Regions from separate parts of the Mus musculus genome. Here all the other regions are linked to region 2. The links are chromatin contacts, called in public HiChIP or PLAC-seq and Micro-C maps. All regions are on one chromosome and are shown on one strand. Each heading gives the region's core, a stretch centred on a gene start, on an enhancer-like site or on the middle of the called end of the contact. The rest is flanking DNA. Distances are from core to core; before and after follow the strand shown.

What was found. Hi-C and Micro-C count contacts between places; a contact is called where the count stands out from the background. HiChIP or PLAC-seq counts read pairs in DNA pulled down with a chosen protein or histone mark.
Region 1: a contact with region 2 is called in a Micro-C map of embryonic stem cells, with 2.8 times the contacts expected there. The contact joins the promoter of Slc37a1 here to the promoter of Cbs in region 2. A contact is called at or near these places in 2 of 484 Hi-C or Micro-C datasets (embryonic stem cells and nephron progenitors), 4 of 115 datasets of contacts at active chromatin or transcription factors (embryonic stem cells, epiblast stem cells and pancreatic cancer cells) and 2 of 9 other capture datasets (adipose tissue and pancreatic islet).
Region 3: a FOXA1 HiChIP or PLAC-seq map of pancreatic cancer cells shows a contact between it and region 2. The contact joins the promoter of Tff2 here to the promoter of Cbs in region 2. A contact is called at or near these places in 1 of 39 promoter capture datasets (pre-B cells), 1 of 115 datasets of contacts at active chromatin or transcription factors (pancreatic cancer cells) and 1 of 9 other capture datasets (macrophages).
Region 4: an H3K4me3 HiChIP or PLAC-seq map of embryonic stem cells shows a contact between it and region 2, with 3 times the contacts expected there. The contact joins the enhancer-like site here to the promoter of Cbs in region 2. A contact is called at or near these places in 1 of 39 promoter capture datasets (neural stem cells), 6 of 115 datasets of contacts at active chromatin or transcription factors (astrocytes, embryonic basal ganglia, embryonic stem cells and 1 more) and 2 of 9 other capture datasets (adipose tissue and embryonic stem cells).

Annotation. Positions count from the first base shown.
Region 1 is chr17:31,294,911-31,299,272 of GRCm38.p6, forward strand. Slc37a1 (solute carrier family 37 (glycerol-3-phosphate transporter), member 1) reads left to right here and starts at 1,314. Exons shown (of 20, transcript NM_001242427.1): 1 at 1,314-2,005.
Region 2 is chr17:31,635,130-31,639,603 of GRCm38.p6, forward strand. It overlaps Cbs (cystathionine beta-synthase), which reads right to left and starts at 2,076. Exons shown (of 17, transcript NM_144855.3): 1 at 1,954-2,076.
Region 3 is chr17:31,142,352-31,146,509 of GRCm38.p6, forward strand. It overlaps Tff2 (trefoil factor 2 (spasmolytic protein 1)), which reads right to left and starts at 1,931. Exons shown (of 4, transcript NM_009363.3): 1 at 1,819-1,931; 2 at 763-912. The coding sequence starts at 1,897.
Region 4 is chr17:32,116,020-32,120,274 of GRCm38.p6, forward strand. All of the region lies in intron 1 of Gm38585 (a long non-coding RNA gene), which reads left to right. Among named protein-coding and RNA genes, the nearest start is that of Gm38585, 5.0 kb to the left of the region's middle. Within about 2 kb of position 2,677, at least 123 of the 459 cell types and tissues checked have an H3K27ac peak or open chromatin away from gene starts, as enhancers often do. A contact at or near this core is called in embryonic stem cells and pancreatic cancer cells, where this site is marked.

The DNA.
Region 1 (4,362 bases), core at 64-2,563, 340 kb before region 2:
ACAAAACCACGGAACACAGGCATAAGGGCAAGGGACTCTTGAGCAAGCTTGGTGATGGCAGGCCTGAGAACTAGTGACATGGGGAGGAGGCGCCTAGAGTAGATGTAAGCGTCCACTTGAGTTGCTGCCTACAAGGAATGGAGAGTTAGGGAGGAAAAAAAGGGGGGTGGGGTGGGAAACATCTAGCCAAAGGAACAGGGTAGAGTGGCCAGAGTTCCCCGGCCACTTCTATATGAGATGTGGGTGCAGGTGGCTCAAACAGGAAGTCAACTTTGCTTGTAGGGTACAGAACACTTCTCAAAAGCCTGTAGATAGAAGTATGGCTGGGCCTTCCCCAATTCAGCAGACTGCGTTCGCGCTTGTGGCGCGGGTGGGCTGTGGGGAGGAGAGTGAAGCTGTGGGCCGCCTGTACACCAACCAGTCTGAAGAGGGCGCTAGTTACCCCCGCCAAACACTCCTCACCCTCGCCCTGGCTCTCTCTGTTCATGCATCGGGTTGGTTTTGGTTTAGGCACGGTTTTACCCAGTGGGTGTTCCTAGGAAGTTGTTTTCCTGCCTGGTTTTGCTGTTCCAGGCAGGTGCTGATCTGCGGCAGGGGGCTGAGCGGCAGGACTGGCTTTGGATGCCAGGCCAGGCCGACACGTGGAGGCGTGAGGCAGATGCCCTTTAGAAAAGTAATCAGGCCCTTCCCGGACTTTCCAGGATCAATTCTTGGCAGGAGGTGTGGGGTTTGAAAGATAATTATCCGGAATTGACCAGGAAGCTGTGTGCCAGGGCACTTCTCATGACCGGGGTGGCTGGCCTTCAGGACTTAACCATGCAAGCCATTTATCACACTGACACAGGTGCGGTACCAGGCGTGTGCCAGCTCCATTTGTAGCATACCGGATGCTCTTGACTCTTGACACTTGATGTGGTAGGCCGAGAGAGGCCATCCTCAGTCCAGGACTCCGAGGGAGCAAATCTTTACCTCGGAACTTGTCTATGTCGCTGGCATTAGTAAGGTCCGCCTCGGGGACAAAAGCCTGGTGGTGGTGAGGTCCCCTAGGAGCTAGCGTTTGGCTGCTGGGCACCATGCCAGTAAGAGCCCGGCGTCCTGCGGGGCCTAGGAGAGCATGACAGGCAGGTGTGGGGACCCAGGAACAGCTAGAGGATGCTCCAGCTGAGCATCTCCGGGCTGTGTGCGATCTGAGCATCCCTTGGGCGCGCGCGGGGCCGGGGTCAGGGGGCGCGCGGGAGAGGGAGGAGCCGCACAGGGTCGGCGTTCACAGGGCCGGGAAAGTGAAAGGGCGGCCGCTCCAGGAAGTCGACGGCAGGAAGCACGCGACGCGGGCTGCGGAGCGCAGGTAGGCGCGGGGACAACGGAGGACCCTCCCCAGCGGCGCTCACCTGCCAGCCGCCACGCACCTGCCGTGGGCCCCGCTTCGGCCTCTCCGCCGTTTGTCTCCCTCTGCTGTGTGGCTGGAGAGCCGGGGACAAACCAAGCGCTTTTCCTAGAGTGGGACGTCTTTGAAGTAAGGGCTCCTAGAGTGGCCTTGAGAGACAGTGCGGGGGCGATCCGGTGCTGGTGACGTTGAATTCCCGGGGAAAGTGGAAGCAAAAGGTTCCCTGAGACCCGGGGGCTGGGGTCGCCTAGCTGTGATGCTGGGTCCCCTCCCGGCCCCAGGCCGCGAGTGACAGCTGTGAGAAGACGCCTGCCGGAGACCCAGCGCTTTGTCTGCTGCCGCTCGTAGGGGACGTGGGCGTGCCTGTAGCCTTCACCACCCGGCCAAGCGGCTGTAGGACCTGGGAGGAGGAGCCGGCTCGCAAAGCCCTTGGGAAAGCTCTCAGCCAGCACCCTGGGCTCCGGTTGTTTGTTTGCTAAAAGAACTGCTTCCCGGAGCCCGGGCTCTGTGGCCAACGCAGTGACAGCCACCGTCTGGGCGGTAATAAAGGGTTTAAACCACCGGAAAAGTCCCCCAGCTCCGCGCACTTAGGGTCCACCCAAGGATCTTGGTGGCCCGCAGGTAAAGATTTGCATTTGAACGGAAGACCCTCCCCTTGCTCTTGGTTTAAATTCTTAAGGTGCTTTTTCCTGGTCTTTAGAGCTCTCTGCACCTGCCTGCCTCCCTACCTGCCTTCTCGCCCTGGAACTTAAATTGCGTGAAGTTGGGCGAGTTGGTAAATATATTATTCGGCTTTACACAGAATTCCCTCTTTTGGGGGTCCTGTTTGCACCCTGAGTTCCTGGGAGTATTGTTACAGGTCTGGTTCGGTGGAGAACACCCGGGGTGCGTTGTTTGCTGTGAGTGGGCTAAGAGCTATGGTGGATAGAATTCTGACTCCTTGTATTTAAGCTCAGGACAAGTGAAAATAACAGTTTCTGTTTATCTCCCACGGCCAATGGAGCCTTTAAACGCTTAGAAAGGGCTCGATTAGAGGAGTTAGTGTTTGTCTTGGTTTAAAACAAAACTCTTGAAGCTTTTGGAGGGAGTTTGGTTCCCAGGTTTGCCCTTTTATAAAGTGCCATCATTTTGACAGGTTGCCTTAGGCTGCCTTGATGTTGCCTGTGTGCTAAAGACTGGAAAACCCCCCTTGGGGCATTGCTCTTGCTTTTGCTAACTCCCACCCACTCCTGAGTCTCCTTGAAGGGTTGATGGGTTCTGGGTAGCTCAGAGCCCGGTAGCTGGGAGGATCGTGGGTGTGTCTGTCCGTCCCTCAACTCTTGCTTGGCTGGGCTCTCTGTGTGCTCCTGAGCCTGGTCGGGTGCTGCCTCACCATGGAAAAACTCCTAATTGCTCTCCTTTCCCTGTCCAATGATCACACTGCCTTCCTGTCCTTTTCTCTAATGGGCTGAAATTCACTGGGAGTTTCTAAGAGGTGACATTTAAAAACTACTTTAACTACTTTCCTTGGGCTAGATGCCAAGGCCTGTCAGCAGAGCCACGTGCTCCCCTTCCGTTCAGGGATAGGCAGGAGGAAGTGTACTTGTGCCTGAGAAGGCATGCCCCACCCCCACTCCCACCCCCTAGGAAAATGAAACGCCTGGAATTGGCCTAGGTATGAAGCCCACCTAGCTGGGCTAGCCTCATCTCTTCTTAGAACGGCGGTTCTCAACCTTTCTTAATGCTGTGACCCTTAAATACAATTCCTCATGTTATTTCATTGCTCCTTCATAGCTGTAATTTTGCTACTGAAATGCATGGTAGGTAATGTAAATATCTGATCTGCAGGATATCTGATATGCACCCCTGTTGAGGCGGAGACTCACAGGCTGAGAACTGCCATCTTAGAGGGAAAGCTATGTCTTGGACTCCGAGAGGCTGTGTCAGTAGCCTTCATGACCTGAAATTTTGTTTTGTTTTTGCTTTGTTGTTGTTGTTTTTCGAGACAGGGTTTTTCTGTATAGCCCTGGCTGTCCTGGAGCTCACTTTGTAGACCAGGCTGGCCTTGAAGTCAGAAATCCGCCTGCCTCTGCCTCCCGAGTGCGGGGATTAAAGGCGTGGACCACCACACCCAGCTATTACCTGGAATTTTGAGGGAACAAGTTTTAGAGATGCTGTTCAGGCCAGCAAGAAAAGGACTTTGCTAAGCAGAGTTTTCAATACCCCAAATGTAGAGTTGACATCTGTCCATCCTCTAGTGCACTCCTTCCAGAATGGATGCCCAACCCCCATCCAGCTACATCATCATCTCAGTGAAATGGCTAGCATTATTTATAGAAGCCAGGAGGGTTTTTTTTTTTCCCTGATAACTCTTTAAGGCTGTCTGGCACTGTTGCTGGGCGGTTTTGCCTGGCGGTATGATAGATTGATTTCACTGGTCACGGGGGTGAGTTTTCAGTATTTTAGTGGAGGAAAAAAAGTGGATCCTGGCTTTTATTTTTAAGCCTTGTACAATTTAAAACAAATCCTTTAGTCAAAACCATCAAACCTCAAAATTATTTCAAATGTGCACTCGAAGCACACATGTAGGGACCAAGCCCAACAAACTCATTTTGAGCAAACCCTCTTTGAAAGATATCATTTAAATATGGAGGTTTGAGCCAAAGTCCCACAACTTCTGGTTTAGTCTGGAGGCAGCATCTTTGCGCCATATCTCTGGCTGGCCTGGTGCTCACTAGGTAACCCTGGCTGGCCTCCAACTCAAAATGGTCCTTCTATCTCAGCCTCCTGAGTGATGAGACTATAGGCCTAAGCCAGCAGGCTGACTCCCCCTGGCTTCTTTGCTTCTGTTCTGAGCTAGGATATGGGGCGGGGAACCCTGCCCTCCCTGAAGCTCACCTGCAGAACCACTCACACTGATGAACTGTCTGCTATGCCGTGGCCTTCCTGAGACCATGTCTTTATGTAACATTGATGGTGCCATTAAGCCGTCATCTTTT
Region 2 (4,474 bases), core at 826-3,325:
ACATGGCCCCCGGGCCAATGAGATCTAGGCAGTCTGTCTGTTGAGACCCCTTCTCGGATGATTCTAACCTGTGTCGAAGTGACATTTAACACAAGCCAAAGCCTTGTATAGACAACAGAAGTTGCACAATTCTGTGGACAAAGTGGAAAGGCACCCCCTCCATGTTGGCCATTTTTGCACATCAGACTAAATTGCAGATTAAAGTTATTTAGCGGTTGGATGTGTAGCTTGGTGGGAGGAGATATGGCAGTTGTCAAGTGCCAGGCCCAGTGCCAAGAAAAAAATGTGTGTGCACACAACATGTACACATTTTCTTGTTATTCCATGAAGAATGAGGCATCACAGCTTGAAAAAAATTTTATTTTAAAGCTGGGTGTCATTGTGCATACCTTTAATCCCAGCCTAGGAGGCAGAGGCAGGTGACTCTTTATGAGTTCAAGGCCAGCTTAGTCTACCTAGTAAGTTCCAGGACAGCCAGGGCTATGTAGAGATCCTGTCTCAAACAACCAACCAACCAATAAATAAATACATCTTTTAGATTTACTAATATGTATGGGGATGTTTTGCTTGCATGTATGTATGTGCACCGCGTGTGTGTGCCTGCTGCTCTTGGAGGCTAGAAGAGAGAGTCAGATCCCCTGGAAATGTAGGTACAGATGATTGTGAGCCACTAGTGGCTTCTGCAAGAACTCCAAGGGCTCTTAACCACTGAGCCATCTCTCCATATCCCCAAACTTCTGTTTGCCTAACATGAACAACTAGGTGTTCTAAGTATTCTAGATGTGATCTAGCACTCTAAAATGACGTCAGGAGCCTACCTGGCACTGGCCCATCTTATTCATTCCCTTGGTGGGGGAGGAGCAACTAACATCAAAACGCATGCGCCCAGGCGGTGGCCTAGACAGGTGCTTCTCTCCTTAGGTTCAAGAGCCCTCTCTAAACCGGGAGAGGTGGCGCACGCCTTAATCTCAGCACTCGCACTCCGGAGGCAGAGGCAGGTGGATTTCTGAGTTCGAGGCGAGGCCAGCCTGGTCTACAAAGTGAGTGCCAGGGCTATTCAGAGAAACCCTGTCTCGAAAAACAAGCAAGCAAGCAAACAAGCAAACAAACAAACAAAAGAGCCCTCTAAAAAGTCCTCTTGCTAGGCGACCCGGGCTGTAGAACTCTCCAAAACCCATGGCAGGCGCAGTTCTCCCAGTGCCATCACTTAAGCGTCCTCGTGGAACGGGAAGCCATAGAACAACCCGAACCCAAACTTGGCGAATGTGGCCCAGGGTATCCTGCTTCCCTCCCTACTCACACGGAGAGGCCGCTCTTCCAGTGGGGTTTTCCTAGGACTATGACGCTCCCGCACAGACCGCCTGGCCACTCGATCAGTGTGTGGCAGTGACGTGGGAAACTCTCCGCAGGTGTACAGCCCTAGGTCTCGCGCCCTCCCCCGCCCCAACTGGGTCCCGCACAAGGAGGAGAACCCGCTCTCCCACGACTCCGCCACCCCGCACGACACTACTTCAATATTTACCCTCACCCCGGCACCAGTGCCCCAAAGAACAATTTGCGAAACAGCGGTCTCCATCCAAAACTGGGGAAATCGATGACCCAGTTTTGTCTCTAGCGCGTCACCCTAGAACCCGGCTCCACGTTCAGAGACTAGCAGTCGTGGGACCTGAGGCCACGTGGGTGCTCAGCATAGGGCTGCGGGGAGGTCGATACTAGCGGGAAGAGGGCAATGGACGCAGGTGGCATCGAGGTGGAGGGACAAGTCAGGACGCCCCGGTGGGAGCACGGGGACCTTAGCGAGCTGCGCGTCAGGCACCGGGCTCACGAGCTGCGCGTCCAGGTACAGAGGAAGCCAAGTCCGTGCCCAGGGATGGGGAGTGCCCGCGGGCTACCGAACCGCAGCGAGGATCTCGCTGTGTGCGCGGCGTGGGAGTCAGTGCGGCCGGAGCTCACCTAGACTCGGACGCGGGAAAACGGCTCGGCCTGTGCTAGGATGGAGAGCACGCTCGGACAGGATCCCAGCTCAGATCCCAGGGAAGGGTGGCGGGTCTAGAACCAACCCAGCCACACACAACAGGCTTCGGCGATTGGCCCGGCGCCGGGGGGCGGAGGGCCGACACCCGCCAATCCTGGGCCGCAGAACGGCCTCCCACTCACCCCGCCCCCCCACACCCCTTCCCCTCTCCACCCCCACTCTGGCTCCGCCAAGCTCGGCTGGACGCCGGGCCTCCACAGCGGGGTGTCTGCTTGCTCTGGGAGTTGTGCTCAAAAGCTCGAAAGGAGAAGTTCTGCCGTCTAACACGTGTTTGTCGTGAGGCACACGACACGGAGGGGCCCCAGGTCTGTGCCCAAAGGTCTGTACCTTGCGGCACAGCCTGGCTAAGTGTCAGGGAACCTCGTTTCCCAGGACCCGATCCTCTCGAGGACGTGGAGCTTCCTAGCTTGGCAGGCTCGAGTCACACATCACTATTCTGAACGGCAGGACCTGACGCTCAAAGAGCCCAGAGTTCTTCCAAGCAACTGGCCTGAGAGGCCTGGGTCAGTGGTGTCACTGGAAGGGCGCCCCCAATATCGATATCTGTAGGAGGTTAAAAATGGGCGTGACGTATGACGTGATGGTGCCTGCAATCCCAGCATTTGGACTCGAGAGAAGTGAATCTCAAGTTTGAGTGCGAGGCCAACCTGGGCTACATAAAGAGACCTGGAAGCGGGGAGGGGGGAGGTGTCTCTCTCCATCTCTCCGGCCCTGAGTTTAGCTTGGTGAAATATGGTGAGCTCCAACTTCTGATCTTCCTGCCACCTCAGACCTGGGACTGCAGATCTGGGTCACCATACACAGCCGAATGTAGCATTTGATTAGAAGGGCCACATCTTGTTCCAGTGAGAAATCTTCTGGGCTGGAAAGTGTACGCCCTAGGGCAAGAGCCAGGGTCTGAGAAACCTGCTGCCAAGCTGGAAGGAGAGCCTGTTTGTTAGGGAGCCAGTTACTATGCTGAGTTGTTTTGCTTCCCAGTGTATCTTATTTTGTCATACCAAGGGCAAGAACACTAACAGCAATTCCCAGGGATCCTTCTCTCAAGATCCCAAATGTCTGGCCAGGTCTTAGGAGATATGATAAACGTACATTAGTGGTGGAAGTGACTTAAAGCCACGGTTACGGTGCCCTTAAGAGAAGACGAGAATTTGAATGGAGAAACAACCCTATGAAGATGCAGGCAGGCATTGGAGTTACTGTAGACACACAAGCTGCCAGGACTGCTTGGCCCTGGCTGGCTGCCACCTCCAACAAAGAAGAGGAGGACTAAAGAAATGACACCCCACCCCCAGCCCCGGTCTCCAGCATCCTGGAAACACACACACACACACACACACACACACACACACACACACACACACGTTTGCAATTCTGTCCCATACAAGTATTTCCATTTTAAATCAAGTTTCTGAGAAGTTTCTTTTTTCTTTTCTTTTCTTTTCTTTTTTTTTTTTTTTTTTTTTTTTTGGGTTTTTGAGACAGGGTTTCTCTGTGTAGCCCTGGCTGTCCTGGAACTCACTCTGTAGACCAGGCTGGCCTCGAACTCAGAAATCTACCTGTCTCTGCCTCCCGAGTGCTGGGATTAAAGGCGTGCGCCACCATGCCCGGCTCTTCGTTTTATTTAAAATTGAAATTTTTGAACTCATTTCAGACAGCTTGAAAAATGGCAGGAAGAGTGTTTGGTTTCGAACCCAGGACAAGGGACTGAAGTGCCTATTTTACAAACCAAAGCAGACCTGGCTTCCAGGTTCTCCCAGCATCCCTCAGTCCCTACCTGGCCCGAAACCCTGAACTCTCCAGACCAGAGGATAGCTGCTCTTCCCTCAGAGGCTCCTCCATATACAATGCAGACATTTTGGTCTCCCTCTATCCCTCTTCTTCACCTTTCTCTCTCTGTGTGTACCGCTCCCTCCTTTCTTTCTCTCTCCCTCCCCTCCCTCCCTTTCCCCATGGTAACTTCCTTGGCTTTGGTCCTTGGGGTCAGTGAACTCACCTACCCGAGAGCAGCTTCACAATAAACCTGCCTTTACTATAATCTAATCAGATTTAATTCGGCTCATTTCATCGAAGAGATAACCTATCAAAGAGTAGAAAGAAGCATGCCTTTAATCCCAGCACTCGGGAGGCAGAGGCAGGTGGATCTCTGAGTTCGAGGCCAGCCTGGTCTACAAAGTGAGTTCCAGGACAGCCAGGGCTATACAGAGAAACCCTGTCTTGAAAAACCAAAAAAAAAAAAAATGCCATCTGAGACAGGTGAGACACGGTCCTAGTTTGCTCTCCATTGCTGTGATAAACGCCATGACCAAAGTGACTTGGGGAAGACTAGGTTTCTAATGCTTACTAACATGTTAACAGCCATTTTGGGGTGGGGGGAACTCAGGACAGAAACTCAGGTGGAGACAGGGAAAACTTCCCACAGGCCTGCCCACAGGCCAGTTT
Region 3 (4,158 bases), core at 681-3,180, 490 kb before region 2:
GTTGTGAGGAAGAGCAACATCCAAGGCTTTGTCAGGCTGGACACTCACTGAGGGCTACAAGGTCTGCCTTCTTAGGGACACTGAATTTGCAGGCTCTGAGTGTCCCAAGGAGCTCCTTGGGGGTGGCGTCTCTCAGGAGAGTAATGCCCAAGGACTGGTTGTCCTCCCCACAGGAGGGCACTAATGTTGGGAGGTGATCACAGAACTTTTGCAGAACTGGGGCCTCGGGAAAACCACGTTACCTTCTCTGGACTCAGCATTGAGCTCTGTGAAATAAGAGCAGCCCACTGTACCACGCCCAGAAGCTTGAAGACATTGATATCGAAAGGGACCCTGGACGCAGCCACTAACCTACCTGGTTTTTCTTCAGAGCATGCTGGTCATTTGGGAGGATATTCCCTACCACGAGTGCCCCAGTGGCAAAGCCCATGCCTGCGGTGAACTCACACACAGCTGGCATTCTTGTGCGTACTGTATTCACAGTTTGCCCTGGCTTGAAACCCATCATATCTGATGCCTCCACGCCCCCTTCCCAAGCTGCTTTGGAAGTTACATTTTTATGTACAGGCCAATGGTAGATTTAGGGTATGGGATGGGGATCGGGGAGGGGGTAAGGGTATAGAAGAGGCATTTAAGGCTTCCTTCGTGTTAACCTGGGCTAGCTCTAGCTCAGCTAGGCTTCCAAGCACCTGCTGTAGACCTTGCCCAGGGCCAGGTCCTAAGCCGACAGCTGGCAGAAGGACCTGGCTCTCCAAAGTTTACCTTGGTTTGGAAGTGGGTGGAAACACCAAGGGACCCCAGCGACGCTAGAGTCAAAGCAGCATCCAAGATCAAAGCACTGCTCACTGGTGATGCCCGGGAAGCCACAGTTCTTTCTGTTGTGGGGTGTCAGCCTGGAGCACCGACAGGGGGCTGTGGATAGAGCGAGCCATCATGGTCATCCCTGCCCAGCATGCTAGATGCTTCTTCCAACCTGCCCTGGGAGCTTAGGACACTTGCAGAATCTCATTGCCCAAGGGGTGACATGAGGTCTTATTTTGCCCATGTTAAAGCTATCTGGCTTCCTCCTGGGGAAACCAGGGGAGGCTTTTATTGAAACCATTTCATTTGTGAAAGAAAGAAAGAAAGAAACAAAGAAAGAGGGAAGGAAGGAAGGAAGGAAGGAAGGAAGAAAGAAACAAAGAAAGAAGGAAGGAAGGAAAGAAGGAAAGAAAGAAAGAAAGAAAGAAAGAAAGAAAGAAAGAAAGAGAGGAAGAAAGAAAGAAAGAAAGAAAGAAAGAAAGAAAGAAAGAAAGAGAGGAAGAAAGAAAGAAAGAAAGAAAGAAAGAAAGAAGAGAGGAAGAAAGAAAGGAAGGAAGGAAGAAAAGAAAGAAAGAAAGAAAGAAAGAAAGAAAGAAAGAAAGAAAGAAAGAAAGAAAGGAAGGAAGGAAGGAAGGAAGGAAGAGGTAAAGAGAGAGAAGGGAAGGGAAGGAAGAAGGCGACACAAACCTTCTGTAAAGAGGGTGACTCTATGAACCTATGCAGAAGTCAAGGTCACAAGATAGGCCCAAGACAGCAGGCCCTCCTGTCCTCCTAACCAGGCTGACACCTGTAGACATAGCCCTTCTGAATAAGAGATTCTGGGTGAGCTTCCCACAGCAGCACCCAGACAGCAGGGTGCTGTCTAGCTCCTTGCAATCTGTCACCCTGCCTTTGTCCTTTGAGGGAACATAGAGAAAAAACCCACCTAGTCCAGGTCCTAGATGAACTACAGCCCATCACTCAAGGGGGCTCAGATCCTACCTTTCACCTGCTGGGTCTCCACGGACTTTTACTTACAAGGTTTCTCGCCCTCTACCAGAGCATGCAGTCCCAAAACCAGGACCACTGCCAGCAGGGGGGCACCTCGAGGTCGCATGTCTGCTCCACTGGACCTGGGCAGCCTGCAGAATGCCCAGTTCCCACCAGCTGGCATTTTATTGGCTCCTGTTTGTTTGCTCAATGGCCCTGATAACTGTCCCTTACTCGTGGCCCCAAGCCTCCTAGGTTCTTTGTGCAGAAAAGCTGACATGGCTCCAAGTGGAGGCCCAGAGGAGGTGGGAAAAACCCCTCCGGACATGGGCTGGGTCAGGCTGGGTCGTGCCAGGTTACTGAAAGGGGAATGGGCCACGTATGCAACTGGAATAGGGCACCCACAGGGTCACACCCAGGAAGGGATTAGCCTCGTGGTGTTACTCTGGGTAAGGTTTGTGCCTACTGTAGAGACTTCTTAGGTTTTGTTTTTTGTTTGTTTTCTTTTTTTGTTTCTTGTTTGTTTGTTTTGTTTTGTTTTTTAAATATTTGAAGTGAATGACGCTATGGAGAAACAAAGAGCACAGAGAGAGAAGGTCATTATATCCAGGAGCCTCCCAGGGGAGGGGGAGCATCTCCAGGGGACCCAGTCTGCATTCCTGATGCAAGGCACACCCTACTTCACCTGGCTCCCTGCCAGCCCCAAGGACTGTTGTACACAGAGACCAGCCGCCAGGGCCTAAGGGAGCCGTCATGGGGCAGGCAGCTTTCTTCATCCCTGAAGCTGGACACTCTTTGCCCCGTGGGGATACTTCACTTCCCTCACACAGTGCCTAGGACTGAGATGCCCACCCATGAAATGCCCCGGAGAGGGGATTTGTAAAATGGACACCGAGGACAGAACCCAGGGGATCAGGACAACTCAGAACAGAAATGTCAGAGGAGAGAAGGAGAGGGACTGTGTGTGTGTGTGTGTGTGTGTGTCCTTTGGGGCTGAAGGAGTCTGCCCAGCTGTGGGAGATAGGCTACAGAGTCCATGACTCGGATACAGAATTTAAAAGCCTTGGCCCCATCCCAGGCTCTAAAGAGCAGACCTAAATCCTCAAAACCTCACCTGGATCCTTGCAAACCCAGCAGGGCTCTATTTCTCTGTGGCACATCCCAGCGGTTCTTTATCTCTGTGTTTATTACGTATCTTTGTTGTTGTTGTTGCTGTGCTGTTTTGGTGTCAACTTGACACAAGCCAGGGTCATCTGGCAAGAGATGGAAAGCAGACTGAGTAAGCCATGGGGGGTGGGTGGGGGGAAGCCAGTAAGCAGCATTTCTCCATGGTCTCTGCTTCAGTTCCTGCCTCCTGGTTCCTGCCTCCAGGTTCCTGCTTGGTGGTCCTGTCTGACTTCCCTCAATGACTGACTGATAGGGATGTATTGGATAAATAATTGCTTTTCTATCCAGGTTCCTTTTGGTTATCATAGCAAGGGGCAGTCAACTAGGACAGCCATCAAGATGATAAGACTTGCCAAGAACCCATTTTCTTGAACATCCTCATTCCTCCCTCCTCTCTGGCCCACATCCCAACCCAAGTTCCCCTGCCCCATCAGGGGTTCCGCCAAAGCCACCTGTCCCCTGAAGAGACATTTATCTTTCCTTTGAGCATTATCCCTTCCCCCTGTACAAGCCTGTGTCCTGATGAACAGGCTATCCATATTATGAGCACTGCACCCCCGCCCCATTCCATATAAAGTCAAGGGTACTGCACAACAATAGACAGCCATATCTGTGGGACCAGGCTGTGGGCCAATCACAGAGGCTCAGGAGAACCCCACAGCTACAGTTTCCACTTTATAGGAAAACTTATGGGTGCTGTGGATACAGACTCTGCACTGTGCCACGTCTATTGCACCTGCCTCACTGGGGTCCACTGACCCGTCTCTGATGACAAGGACTCAGTCCCAAGGTCATTGGCCCAAATCTTGGTACAGGCATAAACGGCTTCTGAACCCCAGGCAGGTCACATGCAGACTGATGGCTGCCGGGCTCTGTATCTTCTGTATCTTCTCCTGGACTCTAGGAACTTCCCCTTCTCTCTCTCTCTCTCTCTCTCTCTCTCTCTCTCTCTCTCTCTCTCTCTCAGAACCTGAACTCTCCACGGACAAAACACGGGCTTCTTTCCCGTTCAGTACACTCTCGCTTCTAGCACTTTCTCTGTGGCTACCACAGCAGCTGCTTCCTTAAATCCTAACCCTCGACTCCACAGCAGCTCAGCTCTCCTTGTCTGTGCCTCTTCTCCTCCAGCCCGACTTCCAGGGGGCTCACATCACCACCCCCCCCACTACAACACCAGGAGCACCCCGCTGCCTCCTCCAGGGCTTGCATGTGCAAGCCTCG
Region 4 (4,255 bases), core at 1,427-3,926, 480 kb after region 2:
AGTTTTGATCTGTGGGACAGGCTCCATCACACACTCCAGCAGCTCATTGATGGGGTAGATGCCAATTCAAAGCCCTGGATCTGGGTCTGAGAGGTACCTGAGCTGGTCAGCCCATTATATTCACACCACAGAGGTGAGCTATTTTCCCTGCCCTGGCTGACCCATCCAACAGAGCAGCCAGCAAGTAGGAGGGCTCTCCTGCCTTCAGCTATGGCTCTGTTGTGATGCCCAGGAGAGATGCAGGGCTGGCTCTCTCCTAGAGTGGAGCAGGTGAGGGGTGTGGCTAGCTCTTCTGCTCTTAGGCACTGGGGATGGCTCACCTGCAACCCCTGTAACCAGAGCCAGCTCTAACCTGCTGCCCAGGCAAGGTGCAGGGCCCACTCTCCTGAGTGTTACAGCCTGTGAGAGACAGGTCAGTTCTTTTACTTTCATGACCCTGGAACCAGCTCTCCCGCTTGCCATAGGTGGCAAGGGACAAGGGATGGAAGGAGGGCATCTGTCTTAGTCAGGGTTTCATTGCTGTGAAGGGACATGACCAAGGCAACCCTTAGAAGACATTTAATTGAGACTGGCTTACAGTTTCAGAGGTTCAGTCCATTATCATCATGGGGGGAAGCGTGGCAGCTTGCAGGCAGACATGGTATTGGAGGAGCCAAGAGTTCTACATCTTGCTTGATCCAAAGGCAGCAGAAGTCTATTCCTCGGGCAGCCAGGGGGAGGTGTTCTTCTGCACTGGGTGGAGCTTGAGCAACACTAGGAAACATCAAAGCCCATCTACGCAGTGACACATTTGCTCTGCTCCAACAAGGCCACATCTATTCCATCCAAAAAAGGCCACACTTCCTAACAGTGCCACTTCCTGTGGGCCAAGCATTGATACACATGAGTCTCTGGGGGGCAAATGTATTCATACCACCACAGCATCTCTTCCCTTATCCCAGCCATGGCCCAGCAGACCCGGGGCAGGACTAGCTTTCCTGTGCTCATGTCCTCAAGGTTGGCTCACCCACATCTAGGGCATGCTCTACTATGCTGCCCACTGGGGGTACAGAGCCTGCTCTCCAGAGTTCTGCAGCAAGTAAGGGTCAGGGGAGGGGTTTTGAGAGGTGCTTAAGGACCTAGGGACTCCATCCTGGTCCTGCCCTGTCTTACCCTGTCTCCTGGAAAAAGCAGCCCCTTATGTAGCTTAACTGAGGACAGCGCTGAGGACAAGGCATAGCCCACCCAGAGGCCAGCTGCTATGAGCGGCTGTGAGATCCTACTACCCGCACTCACTCTGGGACATCCTGGGGGTAGTGTGCAGGACGCCCTGTGGGAGGGTGACCCTAGACCAGAGCAGGAGTCCCTCTGAGGCAGTGGCCTCTAAGGGTGAGCCAAGGCCACATTGAGCAACTCATTTGGGGGTCAGGAATGCTGTTTTGGCAGCCCCCCAGAAGCTCAGTCACTCCCAGCTATCTGAGCCAGATGTGAGAACTGGCCAGCAGGGAGACAAGGAGGTGATGGGCATCTCCTGACCCTCTTGCTTCTCGGTGACCATCCAGAACTTGTATTTGGGTTACCAAGTCTCAGAGTGACCTGGCAGCATCCCATGCTGACAAGGTCGTCCTAAGGATCCCACAGTGAGCTCAGCACAGCTCACTGCCCTTAGGGCTTCACTGTGCAGCCCACCCAACACAGGCAGACCTCAGCAGCTACACATGGTCCCTAGCTATGCCTGTCTAGCACTGTAATCCTGGCATCGAGGGCTGTGAGCCAGGCTAGGGGTGGATGCAGGACCTGGAGTGAGCAGGGTAGGAGAGGAGATGCTGTGTATGATGCAAGCTGTCTAGTAGCAGTTCACCACGGAGAGCAGAGGGTGTGGTCCGGCTGAGTGGGAAGGCTGATCAAAGACCAGTGGTGGGAGGCGGGAAGGGAGTGTGACTTATGACTGTTAGATTGCTTAGGCTTGCCCAGCCTGCTTGATGATTCCCATCTGTGAGAGACTTAAGCATCAGCCTAGGAACACCTGTGAGGCTCAGCTTGTCCCCCACCCCCACACTCCTCTCTGTCCCTAGATGCCTGTGGGAGAACCACACTGGAATATTCCAGAGCTCGCCCCACTCCTGCTGTGCTGAGCAGCTCTGCCTCCCTTGGAAGAGATTAGCTGAGCTGTTACTCTAAATGCGCTATGCCAGGCAGCGAGGCTTCAGGCTGCCTGAGCCTCTTTGCTGGAGGCTTGGTGATGAAGCAGTTGGGGCGGGCAAAATGTTCCTGGGATGTGCATCACCTGCCCACCGGCAGCCATGCCAGCACAGCACGCGTCACTGTTGGAGAGGAGGGGGCGGGGCACGGACATGGGCGGAGTCTGAGGGTTGCTTGAGGGGCAGGGGGAGAAGCCTCGTCTGGCAGTTAGGGGCAGCAGGAAGTAGGAAAATCAACCTTCCCTTGTTTTTTTAACTTTCTCTTTCCTGGGTGCCTTTTGCACTCTTGGGCGTTGGTGGCCCTGACAGTGGGAGGGAGGAAGTATAACAGGCTGGTTGGGGTGCTTTTACTTTGGGGGACAGTCTAAGGCTTCTCCACAGAATAATGCTGTCCAGTTTGCCCAGCCCCCAGACTCATCCATCAGTAGGTCTGGAAGCCCTGCCTCCTGCTGGACACTCTGAGAGGTTGACCCAAGCAGCACCTCAGCCAGATATGGTTCTCAGCACAGCTGTCGCTCAGTACCAGTGTGTCTCCAGCACTAGTCAGTGCTTATGTGGTCAGCCAGACCTACATCTGCTAGAGCTGTGTCTCCACTGAGTTTTGTAACAGTAGCCACTTTCTCTAGTATACAGCTTGGCTGAGACATTCAGGTCGTCTGTAGTGGATGTGAGTCTGATGGTGGAGGCTCACATCTGGTGGTGACATCAGAATCAGCACACCAGATGCAGAGGCAGGTGGACTTCTGAGTTCACGGCCAGCCTGGGCTACAAAGAGCAATCCTGTCTCAAAACAACTAACCACACCAATAATAATAATAATAATAATAATAATAATAATAATAATAATAATAATAAAGTGCTTCTGGGGAAGTCACCCAGGGGGCCATTGGATAGAGGCACCGTCTGCCACCCTCCGGTCCTGTTCTGTCTCCCTGTTGGAAGTACTCAGCCAAGAGCCACTACTTTGCAGGGAAGTGAGCTCCGGAGTCACAGCCATAGCCTCTCAGAGGATGGAGTGGTGCAAAGAGAAAGAAAGAGTCGTCACCTGAAGCAAGGCCCCGCCCTTGCCTTCTCGGCTGAGGATGGCTGCACTTTGTATGTGCACTTGGGGAGGCGGATTCTGGAAATGTTGAAACTAACGAAATACTGATTAATGCACCACTTTTGACAGTCAGATTTGAAATGGAAAAGCTGCCGTAGTGGCTCAGAGCCATCATTCAGAAGCGGAAAATAGCCAATTTCTCACATTCGTGCGCCCGCTCCGAAGGATTAATTATCAACACACGCAGAAGCAGCGGTACAGGACAGCTTGGCAGGGTTTCCAGGACGCGTGTCATCGCTGCTTCCAGCCTGGCCCATCACAGTTGATTAGAATTTTAAGGGATTTGAGACCCTGGAACCTATATCAGTGCACAGAAGTCTAGAATAGATAGGTGAGCAAAAAAAGTGCCGTTTTTATATTTCTGGATTCAAACCACTGCTGATTTCCATCACATTGCTCTGGGGGTAATACTGGCTCAACTGGATGAGTTTCTGGATGCAAACCGCAAGCACTTGAGCTCAGTGGCTTAGCACAAAGCAAACACCAGCACACAGAGTGTGTGTGTGTGGCGTGTTCCCAGCACCCAGTACTCCACCTTCTCCCCTCCAGGGCAATCATTCTCTGGTGGCGCCTAGGGGTTTGTCTCTTCTGTCTGTTGCTCTCTCTCCTGGGCTCTCATTCTTTGTGCCCTGTTTTGCTGTCCCATAGGCTGTCTTGCCTTGTTCGGGCAGTTCTGCAGGTGAGCCAGGCCTGCTTCCTGTGTACTGGGTTTGGTGTTATTTTGTGTGTTTTCTTTTGTGAGTTCCAGGACAACTAAGGCTACACAGAGAAACCCTGTCTCAAAAAACAAACAAACAAAAAAAAACAACAACAATGATAATAATAATAATAAAATTTTTAAAGAAAAAAGTAAGTTCTCAAAATAACACTATTGAGTTTTGTAGGTTTTTTTTTTTTCCTTTTGGTTTGTTTGCCTGTTTTTGTTTTGAGTCCCTTTATTGGTTCCAACCCAAGATTCAAAAATTGAAACCAC